2 separate regions of the Gossypium hirsutum genome follow, and region 1 is linked to region 2. The links are chromatin contacts, called in public Hi-C maps. All regions are on one chromosome and are shown on one strand. Each heading gives the region's core, a stretch centred on a gene start, on an enhancer-like site or on the middle of the called end of the contact. The rest is flanking DNA. Distances are from core to core; before and after follow the strand shown. Region 1 holds the start of LOC107960341 (glycosylinositol phosphorylceramide mannosyl transferase 1). Region 2 has its middle 16 kb from the start of LOC107957325.

Region 1 (6,982 bases), core at 682-3,181, 97 kb after region 2:
CTATTTTCATATTTTATTCTTTTATATTATTTTAGTACATAATGTTTCAAATGTATTATTTTAGTTTTTTTATATTAATTTAGAAAAAGCTCTGATTTTGGCCTTTTTATTTTTATTTTCGGATTTTATTTTTTAAAATTTATTATTTTCGTATTTTGTTTTTTATATTATTTTAGTACATAATGTTTCATGTATTACTTTAGTTTTTTTATATTAATTTAGAAAAAAACTCTGATTTTGGCCCTTTTTATTTTTATTTTCGGATTTTATTTTTTAAGATATATTATTTTCGTATTTTTTATATTATTTTAGTACATAATGTTTCATGTATTATTTTAGTTTTTTATATTAATTTAGTAAAAATATGTGATTTTGGTGTTTTTTATTTTGTTTTCGGATTTTATTTTTTAAAATATACTATTTTCGTATTTTATTTTTTTATATTATTTTAGTACATAATGTTTCAAATGTATTATTTTAGTTTTTTATATTAATTTAGTAAAAAATTCTGATTTTGGCCGTTTGTTTTTTATTTTATTTTCGAATTTTATTTTTCAAAATATACTATTTTCGTATTTTATTTTTTTATTATTTTAGTACATAATGTTTCATATGTATTATTTTAGTATATTTATATTAATTTAGTAAAAAACTCTGATTTTGACCTTTTTTATTTTATTTTTGGATTTTTTAAAATATATTTTTTAAAATATACTATTAAGTTATTCTTTTAATATTTTTATACTATTTTTGTAAAAAAACTCATCACATAAAAAAATCAAAATATAACATGCCAAATAAAATTAATAAAAAATATATCTAATTAACCTAAAACACACTTACCAAATAAATTAAATAAAATAATAATAAAATATTTTTTGTACATAACATAGATAGGATTTTTTACTTCAATGAAAATTAAAAATAAATTATGAATATATATAAAAAATAAAATAAATACAAACATACCTTAATATCTCTTTTTATCCAAAATATACCTTACAAAAAATTAAATTTAAAAATTAAATCAAAATCAATCAACAATAATAACATTAACAATTAATATAAATCATTTATTTCCTTAAATTAACAATTAAAAATTATTTCTTTAAAAAAATATTACTTTTTTTTTCCTTCCCTCCCTCCTCTTCTTCTTCTCCTTCTCTTTTTCTTTCTCTTTTTCTTTTTCTTTTTTCTTCCCTCACCAATGTTGCCTCTTCCTTCTTCTTCTTCTTCTCCTCCTCCTTCTCCCTTTCTTCTTCTTCTTCACTCACGCACACAAAGAAATTGGGGACTATTTTAGGGTCCTCAAACACATAATAAAACAAAAGAAATGGCTCAGAGCAGTCCCGTCGGTGGCAGTGAGGAGTCCCGTCGGTGCAGAAGAGTGAGCGTTGCCGCCTGTGGGGTACCCTCCACCCTTATTTTATTATTATTTTTGTCCTATTCTTTTTTTTTTAACATGCAAATCTATAAAAAATGTTTAGATTTGAGGGTGGTGCCGCCTATGCACCACCCTTGCAATGATCTGTTTTCGTATTTAATCTTAAAGACATCCTATTTTAATTTTTTTTCATATTGTTATAGTAAAAATCCCTCGAATAAAGATAAGCAAATGAACAAGAAAAAGAATAAAGTTATTTTCTTTTAAAATTATTTTTATATTTATTGATTTATGGTCTAACGTCGAAGTGGTCATAAGCGTGTTGCTGTTTGAAGAATTTTTAAAAATATTTTACTGGAACAAATCAAATAAATTTGAATAAGTCCTAATTATAAAATATCTTGTCGGCTAAGGGTCAACCTCAGTAACTGTCATGAACCATTTTAATCCAACGGTTCTCAATACTTCCTTTCACATCAACGTATCTTTTCTTCTATCCTGATCTGAGAATTCTTAAAAAGGAACGAACCCCGAACGTACATTGCAATGGGCAATAAAAAACCACGAGCACATCAACATCTCAGTTTCAGCCAATAATATCCCTCCGCGCGTTACCCTAGCATCCATCTTATGGGACTCTACCTCCTTAACCTCATACACATAACCACACCCTATAACTCTCCCCACCCTTTTCCCTTCACCGGTTCTTCCTCACCGGCGACAAATCTACTTCCCTCTCACCGCACCGGAGCCGAATCATATAAATAGCAATTCAACAAGCGGCGGATGAAATTTTCAGTTTCGTGACTCGGGCTCCATTCAACGTCACATCCCTCGAGTTCAGACTTCAGATCGACTCAGTCTTCTTATAAGGAAAAAGGGAAAGGGGGGAGATTGAGGAATTAGAGTGATAGAAGACGATGAGGGGCGGTTTACCTATTAGCCGTCGATCGGTTTTCAAGTTGCGTCAAGTTGGGATCGGGACGCTTGGATCGGCAAAGATCAAGATCCTTCTCTGCGGTTGCGTCGTGTTAAGTCTACTCGCAATCGCGAACCGAAACCGCGACAGTTCTTCGTTTATGGGATGGACCGGTGACTTTGACCGCTCTTCTTCTCCAAGGTGCATCTCCCTATTACTATATATTAACTTTTATAATCTTATATTTTCGTTTGAATTTTCTTTCAGATTTTTGTTGAGTAGTTTCCAAGTTTAGATATAAAAAAAAAGGAACCATGACTAAAAGAGGTTCGTTTGTTTTTGGAAACTTCGAGTAAATATATCATCTAAATCAAGATTTTTATTGGAAACTCCATCAAATTGTTATCAAGTTCTTTTATTTATGGTAATTTAATTATTTTTAAACCATAACAACAGTTAGGATCTGAAACTAAACCCGTTTTAGCTTAAAATATTAGGAAGTGATTGATAATTCTAACTTCAAATTTAAAGGTTCTTTTTGGTGTTTATTCTGTTTAGATGTATAAAGAAGGGTGTTTTTTTTTTGTATAGGAAAGTTCATATCTTTTAAAAGTTCTTTTTTTTTTAAATTTTCTTAGGGATCTTGAACACGAACAAAATCACTCTGAGCTTATATTGTTACTAAAAATTTCAACAAATGATTGATATACAGTAGAAACTTAAATCTATTAAAGGCATTTACTGAAAAAATTTCCAGATTTGATAATAAAGTGATGATTTTCATTACTGGGTTGTGTAAGTACAGGGGAAGATACTCGATTGTAATGAATACTTGGAAAAGATATGATCTCTTGAAGAAGTCGATTTCCCACTACACGTCATGTCCGAGGCTCGATTCTGTACATATTGTATGGAGTGAGCCGGATCCTCCATCTGATTCGCTTAAAAGATATCTCAACCATGTTGTGCGTTCAAACTCTAGAAAGGATCAGCAAGTTGAGTTGGTCTTTGATATCAATAAAGAAGATAGCTTGAACAACAGATTTAAAGAAATTAAGGATTTGAAGACGGATGCGGTTTTCTCAATTGATGATGATGTTATATTCCCTTGCACTTCTGTAGAATTTGCTTTCACTGTTTGGCAAAGTGCCTCAGATACAATGGTGGGATATGTTCCTCGTATGCATTGGGTAGATCAAAAGGTGCGCATATGTTCTGCAATTTTGATGTTAGCCTTGCTGTATCAGTTTCCTTTGGTAAGTTTAGGCATACAGTTTCAGACTTCTGACTTATGATTGTAAATATGCCTACTTCTGGCACTGAGCTTCATATCTGTTGTCTTCATTGAGAAATTCATGAAACTTAACATGTTACTAAACAAAATCTTGTAGCTTTATCCGTATGTTAATATTGTATACCATTGATTGAAACTTTTACTTGGCATTGACTAATGGATTGATTACAAAACTCTTTTTTCTTAGTTGTCATAAATGTGAGGATCATAAACCTCCTGCACTGCAAGATATTCAAATTACTTGAAAAGAAAAGATAAGCTCTTGATTTCATCTTTATGCAGAAAGGAGAGAATAAATACAAATATGGCGGATGGTGGTCAGTTTGGTGGACTGGTACATACAGCATGGTACTCTCAAAGGCTGCCTTCTTCCACAAGAAGTATCTCAAACTTTACACTGATGAGATGCCTGCATCACTTAAAGAATACATAACCAAGAACAGGTCCCTTTTCATTTACTACTATTGCGGACTTTTTAAATGGTTTCATCATTATATGCAACTTACATGTTCTTTTATTATACTAACTCCATGGCTGAATTCACCAGGAATTGTGAAGATATTGCGATGTCATTTCTTGTTGCAAATGCGACAGATGCTCCTCCCATTTGGGTGAAAGGTAAAATCTAAAGGAATCTATATACAAATATTTTTCTCTCTTTTGTGATCCTCATGTTATGCAAAAATGATTGGCGGGGCATACCACATGTGCATTAAGAAAAAAGCCTTTAAATAATAGAAAGCATGTACAATCAAGATGTTGCGATGGGCAGTTACAAGACTAGTCATAGTTTAGTTCTATGGGCATAGTATTCGTATAGATGGTACTGATTTTGGCTAACAGATGTTAAATATTTTGGCTAGTAATGTTATCTTTTGCTTTGATCTCAAAAGAAGTTGCTTTGATTGAGTTCTTTCTTCCAGATTCTTGAAGTTGAAAATTATCTAGGGTTTTGTTTCAACCAACTTCTTTCATTCTTTCTTTTAAAATTTTACGAATTTCCTTGCTTACTCTTACATCATTATATGTTAATTCTTGTGCTCCAATGGTAGGGAAAATATTTGAGATCGGTTCAACTGGCATTAGCAACCTGGGAGGTCATAGTGAAAGAAGAACAGAATGTGTCAACAAGTTTGTGGATGAGTTTGGACGAATGCCCTTAGTTCCGACTGTTATGAAGGCTGTGGATAGCCGCTACAGTTGGTTTTGGTGATGCCTGAGATGCACCATTAACACGGCTTCACTTCCACTTATTTATTGCTCAATCCGCAGGTTGAGATCATTGCAACACTGTTTCAATTATCCTGAGTTTGTATAATATATAAATTTTGTTGTACGCTTAATGTGTTTTGAGAGAATAGATTCGTGCCAACACGGTATTTCACCATTTGGGACTTTACAAAGTAGTACTTAACTCTGATCTCCTGACTTAGGAACAGATTAATCATTTTAGAATGTACTGTTTTTTCGTCGTTGATGTTCTTTCTATGCTTTACAATATTCGAAGCCATACTTGATTTAAAACCGTTAGCATTTGAGCATTAATAAAAGCTGCAAAAGAACTAAATTAACATTTGATAAACTTGTGAATTCTCAAAACTTCCAAAGCAACCACATCAAAACAAAACTACGATAAACAACTCATAGCGTTCTCAGATTTTTCTCTAGTCTTCCAATCCTGAATCTTTATACTAATAAAGACAAACTTAGTCAAAGAGACTGAATCCCATATCATCATCAGACTCTTCTTCTGGTTCTGGTTTTTTCTCCTCTGCAGGGACAGCAGCAGCCGGAGCAGCACCACCAGCAGCAGCAACAGGGGCAGTAGCAACGGCAAATTTGCTTGGATCCTGAAAGCATGCAACAATTACTTTAAGCTCAAAAAAGACTTGGGAAATCCAAGAAATAGTTTGCAGGATAGGAATCAATTCCATACCGCCAAATACTCTTTCACTTTATCGGCCTGACGGAAAGAATACTCTGTTGCAACTGCAACAGCCAAGACATTCTTGTAGCCATTGATGAACATGTGTGGTACAGCTGCAAATGTCGGGTATGAGATGGCAAGAGACAATGCAGTAACCATGGAGACACCACTAGCAAATTTCTCAATCAGGTCATCCTCGGTAAGATCCAACACCTCAGGGCTAAAAACAGAGCCATTGTCATAAGCAGACAATACAACAAGACCATATGAGAAGGGCCTAATTCCAAGCTTGGCAAGAAGTGCAGCCTCAGAAGACCCAACCTTGTCGCCCTTCTTGATAAGCTCCACAGGAGTGATAATTTCAACAGTACCCTTGTTAATCTTGGTTGGAATATTAAGCACCTGAAATGTAACAAAATTAATGATTTGAACCCAGCAGTGGTTCTAACACCTAAAACACAAGATATCACTGGCAGACAAAGTGCAGTACCTGGAAGAAAGAAGTTTGTGAAGGGTCAAGCCCAGTGTTGCCAGGTGGGACAACCACATCAATGGGTGCAACCAGACCAACACGAGCAGGAGCTCCAACCTGTTCAAAACAAAATATGATAGTAAATCCAAGCACATCGAGAAAACAAGATATTTTAGCAAGAAACAACCATTACATCAAACGAAGTTGAACTTCATAGCACCAAGAAGAAATTCATAATACATTCAAATGAAAACTATTATAACTTACTAGGAAATGAACCAGCAGCAAACAATGAATCTCTCAACTTTTGAAGCCAGATCCAATAACACACTATTTAGCAATAAACAACTACATTAAATTAACTTGGAACTTTACAGAACCAAGAAAAAATTCATGATAGTCTGATTCAAAATACAACATATGAGTTTCAAATCTAGAACCAAAAGGACACACAATTGGACTCCACAAAGAGATTTCCATCGAATGTATTGGTTAATTCAAGTATGGGGGTTCAAGTAAACTATTATAATATACTAGCAAATGAACCAGAAGCAAATGGTGTCCCCATTCTAAATCCAGAACCAAAAGAAAACCAGATAGAACTCCACAATTGGACTGGTATCAAATCCATTGCTTAATTTAAGAAAATGGATTGCCGCAAACAATCACAATACGTTAGCAAGTGAGTTGAAAGCAAAGAATGAATCCCCAAAAGCATACATTCAACTTAACTTCTTACAATCGAGCCCAAATACTGAGAATGGAATTTCTCAGCTATCAAAAAGCTAAAATATTATTAAATCAATGTGAAAGATAAATACCTACTTTCAACAACATAACAATAACTTCAACAGAATATGAAATATCAAGTTCACATGTTCTTAATTCGATTTTCCATTTATTACATTGCAACATTGACAAAAAAAGAATGACAGAAACAATTCTAATATCAAATATTTCAATTTTAATTCATATGAAAGATGTAA
Region 2 (7,323 bases), core at 3,065-5,564:
AATTAATTTAATCTCGATTCCTATTAAATTAAAAGTAAATTAAATAAATTAATTTATATTTTATTATATAATACATGTCAAATTTTCAAAAATGGCGGATAGGCTGTTCATATAGAAAACTTTTTCCTTTTCCAGAAACTTTGGTTATACGTATGAGACTCTCTATATTAATTAATGATTTTCTTAAATGCTTATTTTTTAAATAATGATACACAAATATAGTACAATGGATGCTTTAAAAAATTACGGTATATAATTATTAACAAAAATGTTAGATTATATCATTAGATTCAAATGCAATTTTATTATTTTAATATCTAAGTTTGTTTCTAGATGATTTAAGAAACATAATTTTCTTACCAATACAATGTTTTAAAATTTTATTTATTAATAATTAGGAAAATTAAAACTTTTATAAGTAGGATTCGAATCTTCAACTATATTTTAAAATATAAAAAAGGTAAATAAATGAGACTTATCACCATTCTATTTCTGTTTTTGAAATTTTTACTTTTCACCTATCCTCTACTTAAGAATAATTCTTACTAATTTTGAATATTCAATTTAATTCTTACTAATTTTGAATATTCAATTTAAACATAAAAAATAAATAAGTATAAGTAATTTTTTTCTTTATATCTATTTTAAGGTACATGCTCAGGGTTTGTGATTATTCTTTCTAATAATATTATTTTTAAAATTTTTAAAAAAATTTAAGAATGTAGTGTGTCTACCCACTTGTTGGTAGTAGATATAATTTATTATATAGAGTAATCTATTTTCCAAAATAAATTAAAGTTTAAAAGGTATAAAAATTCTTTCGAACTTTAAAAAAAAAAGACAATTAAGTTATTGTATTTTTTTTACTCAATTAAGTATTTAAATTATCAAAATATATCAAAAAAATCCTTTGACCATTAACACGTTATGATTGACTATTAAAATTAACAACACCCATTAGTTTTTTCTTTTTCAATTATCTCTACAATTTGTCACGTCATGATTGACGTGTAGCAAAAAATAATTAAAAATTATTAAAATAAATAAAAATATTAAAATAGATAAAAATTTAGAAAATAGAATAAAATAAATAAATTTAGAGTTAATATCTTCATCACGTGTCATGCCGTGGTTGTGATACGTAAAAAAATAAAAAAAATAAAAACATTATTTAAAAAACTATAAAGGAATGTAATAAAAATTACCTTGGTTTTGGGAGCAAGACCATCCATAAGGACGGCGGCGGCAGCAGCATTACAAGAATTGTTTTTTCAATGAGACAGATGCTAGAGTTAATCACCAACAGCCAAACGATACTGACGAAGTCTTGCGAATCCAGCGGCTTCCCGTCACCGTTGGCTAAAGCAATGGCCATGATTGCAGCAGCTTCCATAACCCATGAGAAGCGATTCCACATGAACCCCCAAAACTTGAGAATTTTGTTCATTTTGAAAACATAATTTTAACATCTATTATGATTCGGACGTAATTAATATCGAAATTAAATCCGTGGGAAAGACCTTTGTCTCTTCGGGCTTGTGTGGGCAGAAAACCTGAAGCCTGTTGGCACCCTCGTCCGAGCTTAATCCTTCTCTGGTACATTTCAGCTGTTCAAACACTTCCTCGATGGGGATTTTTTTTTCCCATAAACAAAGTATATTTCATGGCATTTAAATGAAAATTTATTAATACTTTTTTCTCAAAATTTGAGATTAATAAATTCATTCCATCATTCATAATATGTTTTTACGAACAAAGGGAATTTTTTATTTTTTTAAAAATTGGTAAAAATGTTTTTTCTATTTTCTAAATAATTTGTAATAATTTTTAAAATTTTCAAATAAATTTTAAATTTTTCTACATTATATATATATTATTTTAATAATTTTTAGCATTTTCCGTTATGTGTCACAACCATAATGTGATACATGATAAAAATAACTGAAAAGATTATTAATAACTTTTAATAGTCAACTATTTAATTTTAACAACTAATCATTAAATTTAACAATCAAAAAATCTTTTTAATGCTTTAATAATTTAAATATTCAATTAAATGTAAAAAATAAAATCTTAATTGTTAACTTTTTTTTAAATTAAAAAATTTTTACATCCTTAAACCTTAAATAATTATATAACACATCACAGTTTTAATATTATACACATATGGCAATATTAAGTCATTTATCAAGGAGATTCCCCTTTTTCCTATCCAAAAACGTTGTTCTTATCCGCTAGATCTGAAAAAAGAAATGTTGATCTTAAAAAATATTTAGGTAAATGTAACATTTTTTTCGATATTTAAAGAAATAAATCGATTTTAAAAACAAAAATTAAAAACACATTTTATAAGGTGCACTTTTTGACTTTTTAATATATTAATTTTTTTGATTAGATGTTTAAATGTTAATAATTTTGTCTTTAAGTCTCGAGTTCAATTCTTCTCTTACCTATATATATATTTCACGTTGTTTTGAGTTTTACTTTTATTTTTAATTATTATTTTTAACACATTAGCTTTTTTTTTTGTTTAGATGGTTAAATAATAGTAATTTTAACTTTAAGTTCTAGGGCTGATTCCTCTTCTAAAGCTCATTTGTATTTTTTTATTTCATGTTATTTCAAAATTTTTTAAATTAATGTTTTTAATCAATAAATATATTTTTTTTAAGTTCTTTATATTTTTAATTCATTTTTAATTAATAAATATTTTATTTATAAAATCAAAAAATTATTTTCAATTATATAATAATATATATTTTTTATGAAATTAATATTTATCATTATATTAAATATATTTTATTTTTAAAAAATCAACTAAATTTTTTATATTATCAAATATTTATTTTCTCCACCTATATTGTGAGTAAGGTGAATTCTAATATTATCAAATCTAATAATTATTTCAAATTGTCATTATTGTTTTTATAAGTAAAATATTTCAAATTTCAGTGCTTTTTCATTTATATTGTGGATATGATATTTTAAATATTTGAAATATTTGAAATATTTCAATTAATTATTTCAAATGCACATACAAAAATATATAATACTAAAATTTACTACACTCCTGATATGGATTGAAAAATAAATGTTACATATAAAAATTATATTTATTAAAAATAATGATATTTGTCAATAATTATTTGAATTTATAAATATAATTAAAAAGATGAATTAAAAATAAAAAAATTGAAAACAAAATATTTATTAATTAAAAATATTAATTAAAAATAATAATAATAAAGTTTGAAACAAACATAAAACAAAAAATACAATTATACTTAGTAGAGGAATCAAAGCTAAGACTCAATGATAAAATGACTATTATATAATCATTTAACAAAGAAGCTAATATTTTAAAAATAGTAATTAAAAATAAAAATAAATGTTGAAACAACATGAAATAAAAATACAAATATAAGTAAGAGAGAAATCAAATCAGAGACTAAAAACAAAATCACTAACATTTAACAATCTAATAAAAGAAACTAATGTATTAAAAGAATAAAAAAAATACGTCCTATAAGATGCGCTTTCAACAAAAAATATTTCATGCAATATACATTTTTTATTTCTCTCTAAAAAAATTAATCTATTTCCATAAATATAAAAGAAAAAGTTTACGTTTCCCTAAATATATTTTAAAATCTAACATTCTTCGTTTCAAATGTTTTGTAGGCGGAGAAGTCAACAAATTATTACTGACCATAAATAAATAAATACATACATGCATGCATATATGATGTGAAAGTAATTAAACAGAATTCCTTTCTTTTCTTTTTGGTTCATTATACCAAAATTCGTCAGCACCTTAGTCAAATAATTTGAATGGGAATTAAATTTGGCACGTTTTTCAATTCCTCTGTAATTAAATTGTCTTTAATATATTACAATATATAAAGGTTGTGTAATATTATATATAAGAATTTAATTTAATTTTAAAAATCATTAATATAATTATCAAATGTAACATCATATTACACATGATATACATAAATAATTATTTTTATTTAATATAAAATTAATTTATTTATTGCTTTAGATGTATATAATTGAATGTAAACCCAAGTTTGAGTTGATATTAATTTTATTAAAAAACCAAAAATGTAATAATTATATTGGGTAGGACAATTGTTTTCAAAAGTGAGGAGGAATGTATAAATTCAAAAAAGGGGCAAGAGTTGTTCAAATTCGCTTTTCTTTTGTGGAATTAAAAAAGGCTATTATTGGGATGGTGGGGGCATGTATGAGCGGCAGCAATGTGAATTTAGGCAGAGTTTACAACTATTTTTGTTTAGGTACACGTACGTATGTATATCTATTGTTGACTTGAAAACAAAATAATAATGGAGGGCAGCTCTGACGACGACCAATAATATATGTTAGCTTAAGTCCATTAAGAAAAAGTATTATCATAAAAGATTTGGTCCAATTTAGTAAGCTTTAAAGGGAGCTTTTGTCACCTATGGGCTTCTAATGCCTAATTTCTTATTTGTAATGGGCCAAATGAGCAATAAGGAAAGTGTGGCAGCTACAAATAACGATTCTGAATTTATATCCAATTTTCTAACATTCCGAAGAGATTCTCTTTTCAAAATCCACACCTACTAATTTCAAAGATAAAACAATCCTAAGATTATAGAATTTCTTCTTTCACATAAACTTTTATAATCTGATTTTTAGTGATTTTGTTAATTTAGTTGCTCTAATTAGAATAGTTGTTTAAATTTATCATTATTGTTAAAAATTCCGTTAATTTATTAACAAATTATTGATGATATTTTTTTTTACTTTTGACTAAAGCTAAAGATCTCTTTATAATTAATTCAAAATACTTTTTATTTATTTATTTGCAACATGAATATTTCAATTATGACATCATCAACCTTTAAATCCTCTTTTAAAATAATAAATCGAACAACAATAATAAATCATGATCATGATTCAACTCTCTTCAGTCAACCCACCTGTCTAACATAACACCACCTCCCTGTAGAATGACTACCCACGAGATGAATATAAGCATTTCGCAGTTTGGGTAAAATTTTGAGGGTGACCGCATGGGGAGGTGAGAAGAACTTTATTTCAATAATTGTATATTTGGTGAATAATCATTGAGTCAAAGTGTTATGTCTTGAATTTATTGTAATGGTTAGGATTTTCTCACTAACTTAATTTTAAAACTAGGGAAAGTAGTGAAAGGTCTAACACCTTAGCTAAGGTTAAAGTAGTTGAGGAATTGCATTTTGGAGAACTTTACTTAAAGTGTGATCAATGAATTCTTACTTAGATTGCATGCTTATTTATTTATGTGTATTTAATTAGCACATAAATTAAATTGATAGTAATAGGGAGATTTAATGACAATAACCACTAATTGAATGGAATTTTAATTAGTTATATTGTTTAAAATTAAGAATCATTGCCTTGGTTAATAATAAATATTAAGTCAAGTGTTATGATTTTAATGATCTTATTATTCACCTTATTTATGATATTTAGTCATGGAAGCCTTAGTAAGATAAGTTTTAAGGTAAGTGAATTGATATACATTATTTACCTTAAATTGTCATTGTATTGCGACTTGTTGACATTGATTTCATTGAATAGCGTGAGAATGAAATGAATAAATTAAATCTAGTAAATAAATTGTAACCTAAGAAGAATTACTAATAAATTAATGAAAGTCACTTTGAATCTTTGTAAACAAGTCTAGTTGGATATAGTTAGCATATTATAAGATAGTAGTACTATGTTTTTATAGTGATTGTGGTTGCGAGGCTGCTTTATGTGCTTGAGAGTTATTGTTGAGCGCTTTGCTCTTGGGAGTTTGGTTGATTATCATTCGCACTTTATACACACCAAAGTTATTATTATCGTTATCGCTTATGCTTTACATATATTAGTGTGTGGACTGGATCCGTATATTTAACCTTGACTTCCACTAGAGTTTACATATGTCGAGAACTATCGAATTACTATTAATAAGGTAAATATAGAATTGTCAATAGATATTATAAGTTTATACGATTGTTGAAATATAAATCGAATCAAATGCTACGTGCATGACAGATTTAAAATGTTATTGCTTATATAAATATGTTATGCTCTGCAAGCTAAAATGAAGATTTGAGTTTTTAAGTGACAAACCTACTAATGGCTAATTGAAAATGCATTTTGAATCCAACTGGAAACTAATCAAAACTCTAAATTATTTAATTTAGAATTTAATTTGTATAAAGCATCAGAGTAATGAACTAACATTGTTTCTAACGTTACTGAGTTATAGATGACTAAATTGATTAGAGAATAAGATTATGCTACTAAATTGCACATTGTGCATATTGATTTTTTTTTATAGTTTTAATGTTGGTTCATAAAAAATCAATAATGACTCTTATTTTATAGTTAGTTCTCAATAAATCACAGATTTATTTAAGTTATGTTGGCTGTTTTTATAAAAATAATCTGAAATTGTTTTATTAATTAAAAAATTATCTATTTTTTTATTAGGTACATAAATGACTTGAAATGAATAGTAAAAGTTGGTAGAGCCAAAGAGATTGGCGCCACTCAATTGCCACGTCAGCCAATCATTAGCTGCTAGAATTAAAAAATCAAATCTTTTGAGTGGAGCCAATATATTTGGCATGACATGTATAAATACTACTCTAATACCAGTATTTTTAAATAATTTGGGGGCCAGAAAATAACTAATAGTGATGGAGCCAAATAGATTGACACCACCACCTTTATTATGTCAGAATTTTTTAAAAGTGATTTTTATTTTTATTTTTATTTTTATTTTAAAATTAAAATTATTATTTTATTTGATAGAGTCATAGAAATGGCGTGACCACCATGCTGCCATTAATTATTTTGAGTTTTTTTAAATTGTTTGTTAATATTTTTTTTTTAATTTTGATGGAGCCATTCTCTTTGGCATGACCACTTTGATGGTGCCAGTGAGAATGGCGTGACAACCATAAAAATGATTTTTTTCCAAAATATTGGTAGAGACATTCTATTTGACTTGACCACATTGGTGGTGCTACATATGTAGATTTTTCTTGACACCCTTGTAACAGTTGAACCGGAAAAGAAGAAAAGAGAGAAATAATTGTGTTTAGTAGGAGAGCTTAGAAATTATGGTGAAGACGAATAACTCAGTGTTTTTTTGTGTACGCTCTTTTTTATGGAGAAATTGTAGAAGGTGATGTTGGTTATGAATTTCAAGGTCGTCAAAGAGTAGGGTTGTGATTCAATAAATCTGTGAAGTTGGAAGAAATGAAAAGAAAGATTAGCGCTAAAAGAAAGATT

The links. A called contact is a pair of places that touch in the nucleus more often than the background predicts.
Region 1: a Hi-C map of leaf shows a contact between it and region 2, with 2.7 times the contacts expected there. The contact joins the promoter of LOC107960341 here to the enhancer-like site in region 2. A contact is called at or near these places in 3 of 34 Hi-C or Micro-C datasets (all in leaf).

What each region holds. Positions count from the first base shown.
Region 1 is chrA05:78,311,726-78,318,707 of Gossypium_hirsutum_v2.1, forward strand. It overlaps LOC107960341 (glycosylinositol phosphorylceramide mannosyl transferase 1), which reads left to right and starts at 1,932. Exons shown (of 5, transcript XM_016896676.2): 1 at 1,932-2,504; 2 at 3,109-3,505; 3 at 3,880-4,040; 4 at 4,145-4,215; 5 at 4,650-5,072. The coding sequence starts at 2,305. The coding sequence ends at 4,810. It overlaps LOC107960342 (60S acidic ribosomal protein P0), which reads right to left. Exons shown (of 5, transcript XM_016896677.2): 3 at 6,015-6,113; 4 at 5,534-5,926; 5 at 5,145-5,447. The coding sequence ends at 5,304.
Region 2 is chrA05:78,212,142-78,219,464 of Gossypium_hirsutum_v2.1, forward strand. No RefSeq gene overlaps it. Among protein-coding and RNA genes, the nearest start is that of LOC107957325, 16 kb to the right of the region's middle. Within about 2 kb of position 4,315, at least 3 of the 9 cell types and tissues checked have an H3K27ac peak or open chromatin away from gene starts, as enhancers often do. A contact at or near this core is called in leaf, where this site is marked.